Linked DNA regions of Sus scrofa: regions 1, 2 and 3 are each linked to region 4. Evidence: chromatin contacts called from public Hi-C, HiChIP or PLAC-seq and promoter capture Hi-C data. All regions are on one chromosome and are shown on one strand. The core of a region is the stretch at or near the end of the contact, and the rest is flanking DNA. Distances in the headings are between cores, read along the strand shown.

The links. Promoter capture Hi-C pulls out the DNA fragments that hold promoters and counts their contacts. A called contact is a pair of places that touch in the nucleus more often than the background predicts. HiChIP or PLAC-seq counts read pairs in DNA pulled down with a chosen protein or histone mark.
Region 1: a contact with region 4 is called in a promoter capture Hi-C map of liver, with 8 times the contacts expected there. The contact joins the enhancer-like site here to the promoter of PNRC2 in region 4. A contact is called at or near these places in 3 of 5 promoter capture datasets (liver and skeletal muscle), 16 of 47 Hi-C or Micro-C datasets (alveolar macrophages, brain, embryonic fibroblasts and 8 more) and 2 of 2 datasets of contacts at active chromatin or transcription factors (alveolar macrophages and skeletal muscle).
Region 2: a contact with region 4 is called in a Hi-C map of retroperitoneal adipose tissue, with 1.9 times the contacts expected there. The contact joins the enhancer-like site here to the promoter of PNRC2 in region 4. A contact is called at or near these places in 14 of 47 Hi-C or Micro-C datasets (alveolar macrophages, blood, brain and 9 more) and 2 of 2 datasets of contacts at active chromatin or transcription factors (alveolar macrophages and skeletal muscle).
Region 3: a contact with region 4 is called in an H3K27ac HiChIP or PLAC-seq map of alveolar macrophages. The contact joins the promoter of HMGCL here to the promoter of PNRC2 in region 4. A contact is called at or near these places in 1 of 47 Hi-C or Micro-C datasets (embryonic fibroblasts) and 1 of 2 datasets of contacts at active chromatin or transcription factors (alveolar macrophages).

The regions. Positions count from the first base shown.
Region 1 is chr6:81,811,864-81,815,381 of Sscrofa11.1, forward strand. It overlaps MYOM3 (myomesin-3), which reads right to left. Exons shown (of 38, transcript XM_021095533.1): 29 at 3,362-3,429; 30 at 2,263-2,373; 31 at 257-344. Among named protein-coding and RNA genes, the nearest start is that of MYOM3, 46 kb to the right of the region's middle. Within about 2 kb of position 2,213, at least 35 of the 83 cell types and tissues checked have an H3K27ac peak or open chromatin away from gene starts, as enhancers often do. A contact at or near this core is called in alveolar macrophages, fetal skeletal muscle, liver and 3 more, where this site is marked.
Region 2 is chr6:81,792,561-81,795,593 of Sscrofa11.1, forward strand. No RefSeq gene overlaps it. Among named protein-coding and RNA genes, the nearest start is that of SRSF10, 53 kb to the left of the region's middle. Within about 2 kb of position 1,596, at least 4 of the 83 cell types and tissues checked have an H3K27ac peak or open chromatin away from gene starts, as enhancers often do. A contact at or near this core is called in omental adipose tissue and retroperitoneal adipose tissue, where this site is marked.
Region 3 is chr6:81,628,985-81,632,147 of Sscrofa11.1, forward strand. It overlaps HMGCL (hydroxymethylglutaryl-CoA lyase, mitochondrial), which reads right to left and starts at 1,470. Exons shown (of 9, transcript XM_005656051.3): 1 at 1,342-1,470. The coding sequence starts at 1,425.
Region 4 is chr6:81,721,631-81,724,772 of Sscrofa11.1, forward strand. It overlaps PNRC2 (proline rich nuclear receptor coactivator 2), which reads left to right and starts at 1,296. Exons shown (of 3, transcript NM_001244508.1): 1 at 1,296-1,448; 2 at 2,353-2,558; 3 at 2,847-3,142. The coding sequence starts at 2,865.

The DNA.
Region 1 (3,518 bases), core at 963-3,462, 91 kb after region 4:
CTGGGCCCCACGGTGGGGCAGAGCAGAGAACTCAGGCTCTGGGTTGAGTAGCCTGGGTTTGTTGTGGGATAGTGCAGAAAACATGGGCATCAGCATCACACTGGCCAGACCCTGGCCACTGGCCAGCTGTGTAGCCGTGGGCAGGTCACTTAACCCCCCTGAGCCTCAGCTGCCCCAGGGGACATGGATCCCATACGTTTACCCCATGGGTCACAGTGAGGCCCTTTCAGCCCGTCTCTAACCTCATGGCTCCTACCTTCACCTGTGAGGTCCAGGATGGTGTCGTCCTCCCCCCGATCGTCAGAAACCTCCGCTCTGTAGACGCCCTTGTCCTCCTTGGACAGCTGGAAAGAAGGACGAGAGAAGGTGTTTCTGGCCTGGGTTCCAGAAGGAGCGATGGGCAGCAGTTCGGGAGGCCTGGGCTCCAGGCCTGTCCCAACTCTGTGTGTGACCTCAAGCAAGAGGCTTCTCTTCCCTGGGCCTCAGTTTACGCACGTGCAATGGGTGATGTGTAAGGCTCCTTTCTCCTCCAGAGCCTTTGATCCCAAGCTCATGGCTTATCTGGGCCTGGGGGCAGGAAGGGGAGTCTGCGGCTGGAAACCGCAGGTGGATTTTCAGGGAGCTGCTTTGAGTAGAGCAGAGCGAGCCCCCCTTGCAGAGCTGCGTTGAGCGGAGCACACCCTCCCCCTGAGCTGCTCTGCTCCCTGTGGCCCCCAGATGGAAGGACCTTTCTGCCCTCGCAGAAGGAAGGTGCTTTTTTCTGCTCAGGACAAGGGGATCCTTCTTAGCACATGCTTGTCAACCCCAAGTAAAGCCTCAATCCACACTCAGCAAAGCTGGGCTGTGCTTCGAGAGCAAGGTCAGAGGTCAACGGTGCCCTCTCATGATACAGCATCTCCTTTGGGGCCTGGGGTGGGGGTGATATTCTGCCTCCCTGTCCCCTCAAAACACCCTTCCCACCCTGACCATCTCTACATAGGGTGCTTTGAGCAGGATCCAAGGCAGAGGCATCTCTTAATATGGGGATCGAAGGCTGAAAACCCCAAGAGTCCTGTCCTATGTCCCTTCCCCCCACCCTCAGTGAAGGCTCCAAAGTTCCAGCCAAACCCTGGGGAGGGCGACTGGAGAGATTTCTGGACCGATTCTCTAGCCTTGAATCTTGGTATTTAAACCCTCTGGGCCTCTGGGGGCACAGCCTTGGCCCTGGCTTAGGCACTATCTGCGGTCGTTGTGGGGATCGAGGGAGAGGACACTTCAAAAGCCAGAAAGTTGTGCACCAATACGCCAGATAATTATGACAAGACTCCGTAGCTATTAAGCACCCACTTGAGGCCAAGCCCTGTGCCAGGAGTTTGCACGGTGATGACAAAGGCCAAATTGGCATCATCTTGGCTGGGATTTGGGACGGGACCCTGAAACCACGATTCCTTCCTCGTCAGCAATCCTGCATTTACCGCAGTCCTTGGCACATAGGGAGGCTACAGAAATCAGTGGTAGGGCGGAAAAACACCGAATGCTTAAGAATAAGGCTTGTATTTATCTCTTAACCAGGTCTCACTCCTCCAAGGGCCATGAGGTGGACGTGGGTTGGAGAAGTGAGCTCCAGGGAGTTTCCATCGTGGCTCAGCAGTTTAAGCACCCATGAGGACATGTGTTTGATCCTTGGCCTTGCTCAGTGGGTTAAAGGATCCGGTGTTGCCGTGAGCTGTGTAGGTCGCAGACTTGGCTTGGATCTGGTGTTGCTGTGGCTGTGGCTTAGGCCGGCAGCTGCAGCTCTGATTCAACCCCTAACCTGGGAACCTCCAGGCCTGCTCTGCTCTAGCCCAGACTGTTTCATAGAGACAGCCTTCCTATCCCACATCTCAGGCTGCAGGGGCAGGAAGGAATATATGAGAGAGCGTCCCTTTTGACTTGCTCGAGTTATAGATGAAAATTGAGGTCAGAGAGGGACAGTGACTAGCCCAAGGCTACACAGTCAGTGGCAGGGCCAGGAGTGAAATCCAAATGAGAGGAAAAATCAGTATTATTGAGCCTGTCTTTAAACTTTTGGCATTGTTTTCTCTATAGTCTTTGTTTGGCATTCCTTTTGATTTTTAAAATGATTGCATGAAATGAATTATTTATCTTGATCACTGAGATTTTAGCGCCCCCTAAAGTCTGTGCATGAGTTGAGTGCCTGCTTGCCTTGCCCTCTCCTGACTCCCCGCCCTGTGCTCCGGGCACTGCCTGGAGGCGGAGCCCTGAAGTCAGAGCTACCCTTACCTCTTCAATGCAGACAAGCCCTGCTCCTGTCTGCGGGTCATACTGGCCAGCTGGGAACTCTCTCTTCTGGAAGAACCACTGGAAGCGGGTTTCTTTCTTGGTGTTGGTCACCTAAGGAAGGTGCCGAGTCAAGAGACCCCTTCAGGCTTTGGCTTTTAAGTGAAGACTTAGTTTGTCAGAACTTTTGTTGTAAATGTGACCCCCCCACATTTCCCCCCCACCCCACTTCTCTCTGTCTCTTCTGATGGCTTCTAGACACTGGACTTTCGCTAATGATGTTTCCTCTGCTTCTCAATCCTTCTCCTATTCCATTTTTCCTGTAAATGCCTATCTCATCTCCTCCAGGAAGCCTTCCTAGAGTGCCCCTTATCATGAGTAATCAATTTCTTGCACCCCTCCATCACAGCAGGAGGCATGCTGTTCTCCCATGATCTTGCTTTGGACCGTGGGATCCTAGAGGCCTAAGGAGACCACTGTTTCATCTTTGTACGCCCAGTGCTTGCAGAATGTCTAACGCAGAGTAGGTGCTCTGCATTGGTTGAACGGCTACGCTTCATGGGGTGTGCCCTCCCCCTGTATCTAAAAGGCTGCAGGGTGCTGAGAAGGAGCAAATGTTTTGGAGTCAGACACCCTCTGACTCCCCCAGCTCAAGGCTCTCTCTTACTGTGTGGTCTTGAGCTATTCCTCTGCTTATTTTCTCATGGGTAAAGTGGAATCATAACGCCTCTCTCACAGATGACTGTGAGGCAGTTGAGATAAAAGAATGCCCTGAAGCGCTGAGCACAGGGTCTGGCAAGACTGACACTCAGAATCCACCCTCAGACCCCTGACCCCCCCAAACCCCTCCCAGAGCAGCTGGCAGATCTAGCTCAAGGCTGACCTAACACCCGCCCACTAACTCACTCTAACTCGGCTCCTTGGGATTTTGTTTCCTGGTTAAATACAAAATTCTTAGGGCTACTTCCTCTGCTGGGGAACAGACTAGCGCAGGGCATGGTGTTTCCAGGAGTGGGGCAAGATGGGCAAGGGGCTTGGGAACAGCCACAGGTCTGGCCCCATTGGTTTGGGGGCAGGGCTGGAGGCGGGGGCGGGGATTTGCCTTGCAGGTCAGCAGCACTTGGCAGTCCTCCGTGACCTTCCACTGCAGAGGCTCCTCGAAATACGGACCTGGGAGGGACAAACACACACGACCATCGGTCAGAGCGCCAGGCTTAGCCTGGGCGCCACCTGGTGGCGAGACAGGGGAAGGCAGCTGA
Region 2 (3,033 bases), core at 346-2,845, 71 kb after region 4:
CTGATTTGGAGCTAAACAGGGAACGGCCCTGCTGGAAGCTGAATTGCTTCAAAACCCAGATCCAACAAATCCTTGGAGAATAGAGAGGTTCATAGTCACCTGGGTGGGTAGGCAGCCTTGTTGTCACCACATGGCAGCTGAAAACACTGAGTTCTGGGAGAATGATGGGGCCAAGATAAGTGTGATTTGATGTCGCCTGCCCCAGAGGATGCCATAGGGACCAGAGATTGTTATTGGAGAAATAATAAGTAAACTAAATGCTATTAATTGCCTTCCCATCTTCAGAAAGCCACCTGGCATCTACTGCTTTAAATGGTTCTGTTTTTAGTTCTTCTAATGGTCTCTCTACACTTCTAAAGATAGATTTATGTGGTTACTTCTCAATGCATTGATTTCTACTGAATTCTCATTGTGGGTTATACAACCTCCAGCCTCTTCCTGTTCTTATTTTGATGTGTTATATGCATTTGAGCTTCATAAACATGTTTTCCTTCCCTCAACTTTCTGCAGTTATCTTTTGATCTCCAATAAACAGAGTTTACATACTTATCATTAAGGAAGTAGAACCACGTAATGTGCTAGGATGGCATTTTCTTCTTTTCTAATTCAATGCCCTCAAGGAAAATGTCCCCAGAATCAATTTCAAGTGAATTCTTCTTTCATACACATTACCAATTGCTTAAAATCATGACATATTTTATTTTTGGATTATGTCTTTCCCACACCATCCCTCCCTGCCCCGGGCATTTCTGAGCTTCTATTTTCTTGTTGGGAGTAGCTAATAAAAATTGCTCATCTTTTTTGAGCAATTACCACATGCTGGGCACATTATAAAGTGCTTTATACATAATAATTAATGCAGTCTTCATGGCTACCCAAAGAGGAAAGGACAATAGCAGCTCCACTTTATGGACGAGGATATTGGACCACAGAGAGGTTACATGGTGGAGCGGACTCTGCCCAGCGTCCATGTCCACACGCTTTACTGCTCTGTTCTTTTCAAAAGGGACGTGTGCCATCTCCACCATATTTCAAATCCTTTCTGGCTCCCTACTCACTCTGAGTATTGCTCCCCTGTTCTAATTTAAATGTTTCTCTACATTTGGCTTATGTCTTTCTTGTTCAACTATTAAATTTTATTTTAAATGAACATTTTTGGAGGGCCGGTATTTGGCCTTCCACATCCAGGCAAGAGGTCCATGCAGTTCCTGGTAGTGAGTTGAGACCATTCGGCCAGAGAATTTTGGGTTCTGGGTCCTGCGAGCCTAGTTTGGAAAGGTGAGATGTCACAGACTCTGGGTGACCACGTTCCCTTGGCTCCAAAGACTCTCTGAGTGGTGGAGAGGGGGGCAGCTGGCAGATGGTCAGAGTGCCCACTGAAGAAGGAGACCCTCTGGCCTTGGTCCAAAGCCAATGCTGTTTTCTTCAAGTGGCTTTTAACAGCTTTTGAAAATAAATTCATCCTCAAAGCTCAGGGATCTGAAACCACTAAGATGATTGGGAAAAATGTACCTTAAGTTCTGCTTCCTGTCCAGCTGTGGGTGCCACTTAAGGGTCAGACCTACTGGGCAGTCTCTGGAGTACCAAGGCAAAGGGTGCCCATCCCTATCCGGAATCTGATCAGAAGGCAGATGCCATAAATTGCTGAGGCATTTCCCAGGAGGAAGGGATGCTCTGAAAGGCACATCCTCTTGGCTGTGGTGACTCCTCACCAGGAAGGGGCTACTGAATACTGAAACCAGGAGACTGAGTCACGGTGAAAATCTACTTATGATATGCCCAAGTAAAACTCCAACTAGATTGGCCCTCCTGCACACTGCAGCTATGAACCTCTGGATGAAAAATAAAATAAAATAAAATAAAATAAAATAAAATAAAATAAAATAAAATAAAATAAAATAAAATAAAATAAAATAAAATAGTAAAAGAAATAAAATAAAAAATAAATAGCATAAAAATAACATAAGATATAAAATAAAATAAAATAATAAAATAAAAGAAAAAACTTACCCAAAGCACTGGAGAATAAATAAAGCAGACAGATTCTGGAGGGGAGTCAAGACCCAAAAGAAGGGAATGGAATAGGGTGAGTTTCTCATTCTTTTTACAGCTTTCAACATATTACAGTTGGCACATTTGCGGGTGTCTAACATTTCAGTAGAAAACCTGCAGTATTTCTAGTCTGAAAATCCAAAGGACAGAGTTGAGAGCCATCACAGCCACAGGAAAGTGAGGGGGAAATTCTGGAAAGGTGAGAGCCAGAGAGAAGAGATCTTTATAAACTCTATACAAATCTCTGGCAGACCTCTAGTTCACACATTTGTTTGTATATATGAGACAGAAGACACACAGATCAGGTAAAGATAAGGAAATGAACTGATCTTTGAGCTTCTCGCCCTAAGACACTGTTTGAATTTTGAGCCCAACCAAGTTAACTACCTGACAAAACAACAACCACAAAAATCAGCACTCTGTAGGGGAATATAACATAATCCAGGGTCTTCATAACATAATGTTCACAATGAAATTCAAAGTTATTTGATGTACAAGAAAAGAAAAATGTGATCCATTTTCAAGAGAAAAGATAATCAATAAAGGCTGACCCTGTGATGACCAGATAATGATTTTAAAGCAGCCATTATGGTGATACTCAGCTATAAAGGAAAGTATGTTCATATTGAAGGAAATGATAGGAAAATATTGATAGAGAAACCAAAACTATAAAAAAGAACCAAATGGAACTTCTAAAACTGTAAAATTCAATATTTGAAATTTAACAAACCATTGAATAGGCTTAAGTCTCAAAGAATCATGAAATGAGAGAGCTAGGTAACATCAATGAGTAAAATACAAAAGCAAAATAAACAGGATCCTGGAACTAGGAACACAGAGATAAGGAGAAGCTAGTTTGGCAGAGACAGGGCACCTTATCTGCAGTAGCTTTTAAAACATTCAAAAATCTTGTTTCTCTTTTCTGCCTAAAATTATTATTATTGTTATTATTATTATTATTTGCTTTTCAGGTCTGTACCA
Region 3 (3,163 bases), core at 220-2,719, 92 kb before region 4:
CTCACTACACCAGGAATTTTTTCAAAGCACATTTACATCCACCATCTCATTTAATTTTCTTAACTTGGCAAGTTGGAATTACTAGCTTTTCTGGCACATGAGTAGTTGATGGGGGAGGGTGGCCTAGGAGACACTGAAGTGGTTTTCTGAGAGGGGCCCATTGCCAAGACAGTGAAATTTTTACCACTATACAGTTTTTTTGTTTTTTTTTAATTTTTTTTTTTTTTTTTTTTGGTCTTTTTGCTATTTCTTTGGGCCGCTGCTGCGGCATATGGAGGTTCCCAGGCTAGGAGTCGAATCGTCGAATCGGAGCTGTAGCCACCGGCCTACGCCAGAGCCACAGCAACGCGGGATCCGAGCCGCGTCTGCAACCTACACCACAGCTCACGGCAACGCCGGATCGTTAACCCACTGAGCAAGGGCAGGGACCGAACCCGCAACCTCATGGTTCCTAGTCGGATTCGTTAACCACTGCGCCATGACGGGAACTCCCAACACTATACAGTTTTAATTCCTTCTAAACTCTAAGGCAACAAAATTCATCGATCACTCACGGGCCTAGAACAATGTCAAATGCTTTACCTACATCTTCTTTAATCTCCAAACCCACACTGAGGTAACATTTTTTCATGCTATAGTTCAAGAAAAGGGGTTTAGAGACCTGTCACTCAACCTAAAAAAGTGGCGTCATAACCACTGGCTCACCACAATTTTTGAGCTTTAACCAACACAGTGTATTCAACCCTTTAAACGATTAGGTCCACTCACTGAGCATGGGAAAGAAGAGGGAAAACATCAGGACACAATTCCAAGGTAATCACACTTAGCCCCACATGATCCAAATCCTGCTCTGCACCCTGGAACAGCTCGCCAAGCGTCCCCAAACGCAACAAGAGCTGGAAATGGAGACGGACAGAGGGGGATAACCTTGCTTTTTCCACTGGCAACGGACAGAGTATTCACGATTTTCACTGTGTCACTTTAGTCTGAAGTTAAAGTTCAATCGGACAGAGAAAGATGCCAGAGACACCAGGAAGAACCTAAGCCAGGGAATTAGGACGTCTGGGATGGCGTCTCAGGTCCTGACAACCTGGACAAGTCGCTCCCCATCTCTGGGCCTCAGTTTCCCTATGCCCCTCAAGAGCTTTGGGCGGGACAGACAGGGTTCAAGACGCCGAGGCCCTCTGTGAAAGAGCTGTCGGCCTTCGCCTTTCACAGACCAGCCGCTACGGGTCAAGCCCCCGACCTTCACCGTCAAGGTGCCTTCAGGACCGCCCCCGGGCGGGTCGGGGCACTTACAGCCCGAAGGGATGCCAAGCCCACCAGTCTCCGTAGCGGCACCTTTCTTACTGTCGCCATCTTGCCCCAGCTTCCCCCGCGGCTGCCCAGCAGAGGTCCGCGCGTCCCCCTTCGCCAGCTGGGCATGGCCCCGCCCCCAGGCGGGGCCTCTGGGACGACGTGGTGACGCACTACGCTGGCTCCGCCCCCAGCCTGTCTAAGTTTTTCGTCTTTTCTGACGCTCTTTGTGTGCCAGGCGAAGTGAGGCGCTAAGACTATAAAGATGAACAAAAGTTAACCAAAGTCTCTGACTTCAGGGGTTTGTAGTCTAGGGGGTATGGGGAGACAGATGTTAACAATCACGCAATTATAAGATGAAGCGTTACTATTTGCCATGCACTGTTCTGAGTTGTTTGCATATAATAATTCATTAATCATGATCTTTGGGACTCAAATGCAGGCAGTTGACTCAAGAAAGAGAAGCGTCCTTTGATTTCACACCTCGAAGAATAAGTAAGATTTACCCAGGTAAAGAGGATACAAGAAGAATTTTCCGGACAGAGCATAGCATTATGCAAAGGCCCCTAGGCAAAGAAATTGAATGTTTAGAGCAGCGTTTTTCAAAATTGAATGCCTGTGACCAGTGTTGTACCCCATTGGTCATAAAATCAATTTAGTGGGTACTTTTTAAAAAATCCTTTTTTATTAAAAGCTTTAAAAAAATCAGGAATCCACATTGGATTTTGTTGCTTGTTTTTTCTCTAGTGGCTTATTAAATAAATAGTACTTTAGTAGGTACTTTTTTTTTTTTTTTTTGGTCTTTTTAGGACTGCACCCGCAGCCTATGGAGGATCCCAGGCTAGAGGTCTAATCGGAAAGCTGTTGCCGCCGGCCCACGCCAGAGCTACAGCAACGCCAGATCCGAGCCTCGTCTGTGACCTACAGCAGTGCCAGATTCTTAACCCACCGAGTGAGGCCAGGGATCGAACCTGCAACCTCATGGTTCCTGATCGGATTCATTTCCGCTGCACCACGACAGAGAACTTCTTTAGTGGGTACTTTTTAAAAGAAATAGCATAGGAGTTACTGTTGTGGCTCACTGGGTTAAGAACTCGACTAATATACATGATGACGTGGGTTTGATCTCTTGGTCTTGCTCAGTAGTTTAAGGATCTGGTGTTGCTGCAAGCTGCAGCGTAGGTTGCAAATGTAGCTCAGATCTTGCTGTGGTTGTGGCTTAGGCTGGCAGCTGCAGCTCTGATTTGACCCCTAGTTGGGGAACTTCTATATGCCACAGGTGTGGCCATAAAAATAAATAAGACAAAATAAGTAGGATAGAAAATATCGCAGTGCATTGTATAAATAGAAATCTAAGTACTGCTTTACAAAACTTCTGTTATTACACAACAAACTAGGTTGCACTGTAAAATTTATTACTGTAGGCTGCAATTAGAAATTTCTGAAAATATTGCTTCAGAAAGATGAAAAGAAGGCTAGAAGGACTGGAGAGCAGGAGGGAGTTAAAACGGGACTTCCTACTAAGATGAGAGAGATTGGCAGGGACTATACCAGGGGGCTTTGGAGAACATGTTAATAACAGCTATCCTTACAGCAATGCATTTGAAGGATTCTATGCAGGAAGATATGATCAAATTTGCATTTTGTAAATAGTCACTGTGGCTCCTGGGTGTATGGATATCCAACTGGTGAGTGAACTGACTGGCATTCTTGGGAGGAGCAGAAAAGGCACTGTCCCTGCTTTCAAGGGGCTCAGATTTTAGCTAGGGAGAAGATGAGACATGATTAAGTCTTTTGTTATGCTTCCAAAGCACAAAAAATATCCTCCATCATAAGTTAGAGCACTACTGGACAGAATCCTCAAGCC
Region 4 (3,142 bases), core at 46-2,545:
GGGGAACTTCCACATACTAGAGGGCAAGGCCAACAGAAAAAGCCCAGGGAGTTCCTGCTATGGCCCAAGGGGATGGGCAGGCTGTCTCTGCATTGCCAGGATGCAGGTTGGATCCCCAGCTGGATACAGTGGGTTAATGGATCTGGTTAAAGGCTTGGATCTGACCCCATGAGGTGGCAAAACCAACCAACAAACCAAAAAACTCCTATGTTCATAGAAACTGTTGTTCTCTTTTAAAATACGAGCCTTGGGTTGCTTATCCATTTATTCCCAAGAAGTTGTCCTTTTCCTCTTTGCTGCACCTCACTGGCAAACGAACTTAACTCTTTTCTCCTCCCTTTATTTACACACTGCAGAAAGGGTTATAAGTAAGGGAACTCTCCTCTCAACAAACTCTTCTTGGGGCACTTACAACGTACTCTGTGTTCAGAGAAACGAAACCCTGCTTTGCCCCCTGCCCAACCCCACCCGGAGGATGTGTGCGCGGGAACTCGCGGACAAGTAGCTACCACATAGTGTGATTGAAGTTCAAGACCAGTCAGACACAAAGGAGGAACTGATTAACTTGACCCGCACGTGCGTCGGAAACGCCTTCACAGAAGAGGTAGCTTCTTAGAATTTCGAGGCTGGGGGCCAGGGGGGCGGGAAGGAACCGCAAGCTGGGGCGCTGGCGTGACCGAGAAACAGAGAGGGAGGAGTGTCTGGACTAAGTGGCCAGGGGCCAGCCTCGGAAAGCAACTTTGATCAGTATCTTCCATGTGTAAGAGATCGGTTACTCGGCTCAGTGAACTTAACTCGGGAACTCAACGCCCCCTCCAGTGACTCCCCATGGCCCGGAACCCACTTGGTTCCGAGTGCCACGGGACCCACTGGCCGGACAGCGCGGGAGGAAGCCGCTGTTCCAGTGGGCGGCCGACGCCCTTCTCCCCGGAGCCGCTTGCGCGCGGCTCTCGGACCCTGGAATCGGCGCGAGGGGCTGGTGCTGGCCGCGACTTGGGGTGTCGGACGGGGCCTGGTGGGCTTCTCCCGGAAGGGGCTGGTGTCACTCGGGGGCCCGAGAAAGGGCGGCAGCCGGGGCCCGCAGCGGTCTTTCCCGACATGCTCTTCTCGAGGAGTATTTGAAACCCTCGGCCACAGCCACCTCCCCTCCCTCGGCCCCGTCGGGCCCCAGCAACAGGCGGCGGCCCGCGTGTCATTGGCCGGGCCGCGCGAAAGCGTGTTTTGATTGGCCGCCGCGCTTCCCGGCCCAGCTTCTGCGCTCACTGTCGCCTCCATTTTGTCGGTAGAGGCAGAAGGAGGAGGTCGGCCGGGACGTTAAGGTGGCCTGCAGCAGGCTCGTCGGTGCCCGTTGGCTTCGCTCGTTCCGTGCCTCGTCTCTCCCTGGAAGGGGAGGGGGGCTTCGACGCCGAGCAGGATCCGCCGCTGTCGTAGTCCCGAGCTTGAAGTCGGTGAGTGGCGGGCGCGGCCATGTTGGCGGCCGCGCTCCCCATTGTTGGGGGTAGGAAGTCAGATCCAGTGCCCGGCGGGCGCAGGCGGCGGGGAAGACCGGGTTCCCCGGCCGGGCCCGAGCAACGCGGAGCGGCTCGGAAACCCAGCCACATCGGAAGAGCCGAACTTTCCAGGCTCTTGTTGGGAATGACTCACGATCCGGGAATTCGTAGTTTCTTTAGGGCTGTTAAAATAGTCTGGAAGGGCCTCTCGCTCTTTCAAAAAAAAGAGGGCTTATTATTTATATGGTGACTTGGTTTCTTGGAATAGCAAACGAAATCTTGAATGTTTAATGTTCCTGATAGGCATTTTCATACATATTAGATGGGACAGTGACTTCAGTTATGGCTTGTGGAACTTCTTTTAAAATGGGGAGGAGTCAAGAGTTCAAAACTAAAGGAAACGCTGCATCACGTAAACCTGTTTGGAGAGGAGGCTTTGTGGAAACGGATGTGTAATGTGTGCAAAGATTGGAAAGTAATGGTGAGACTTTAAAAACATAGCTTCTTTAGGAAACACAGTTTAAGCCCATTTCTTGGCATGGCTGTGAAAGTTAATGCTTCTGTGGTTTGACTGGTTTTGGTCACAGAATCCGTGTGAGAATCTGAAAAGTTCCTAGAAAAAAGATACAACTTATTGAGAGGTCTGGCGGACACCCTTCCCCAATTCCTTATGAGTTCCTGGATCTCAAGGCTTAGAAGAGTTCTTAGATGATGACAGTTCTAAGGTCAAAGCCATCTTTAGAGACATTATTTTCTGCCTTTTAATTAGGAAGTAGCCATTTAACTATTTCTGTAGCAAATAATAAATGATCGCTTTCTCCTGTTTAACACGTGAAATAATTTAGAAATCTTTGCTTTTTAGCTAGGACTTCTCTCAAGGTTGTGTGCTGAGGAGACTCAGATGTTGGCCTCAGTTCCTAGGCTGAACTCAGCAGATCGGCCCATGAAAACTTCTGTATTGAGACAAAGGAAAGGATCTGTCAGAAAGCAACATCTCTTATCCTGGGCTTGGCGGCAAGGAAGAGGACAGGTGGTGGAAATCCTGCAATCTGAAAAGCAGACTGAAAGGTATCCAAGACTTCATGTTGAAATGGGGCAGACATTTTTATGGACTCATCCTAAACTGTTTAAGTAGAGGATCATACCAATTTGTAAGTTCATTTTTCTCAAGAAGTAACAAAGGCTGTGCATATGAAGTGTGGGCATTGTAATTAAGTAAAAAGCAGCTGAATAGCACATCTTTGAGTCTTCACCAAGGTTTCTGGGGTTACAAGTTGTGACTACTGAAGTTTTTTTAAAGTTTTAAACTATCTTAAGTGGAATTTTACTTAGCATTTTGTTTCCATTTGCTTACAGGTGACAAAGAAGCTGAAGATGGGTGGTGGAGAGAGGTATAACATTCCAGCCCCTCAATCTAGAAATGTTAGTAAGAACCAACAACAGCTTAATAGACAGAAGACCAAGGATCAGAATTCCCAGATGAAGATTGTTCATAAGAAAAAGGAAAGAGGACATACTTACAATTCATCAGCAGCTGCATGGCAAGCCATGCAAAATGGGGGGAAGAACAAAAATTTTCCAAATAATCAAAATTGGAACTCTAGCTTATCAAGTCCCACCTTACTTTTTAAGTCTCAAACTAATCAGAACTA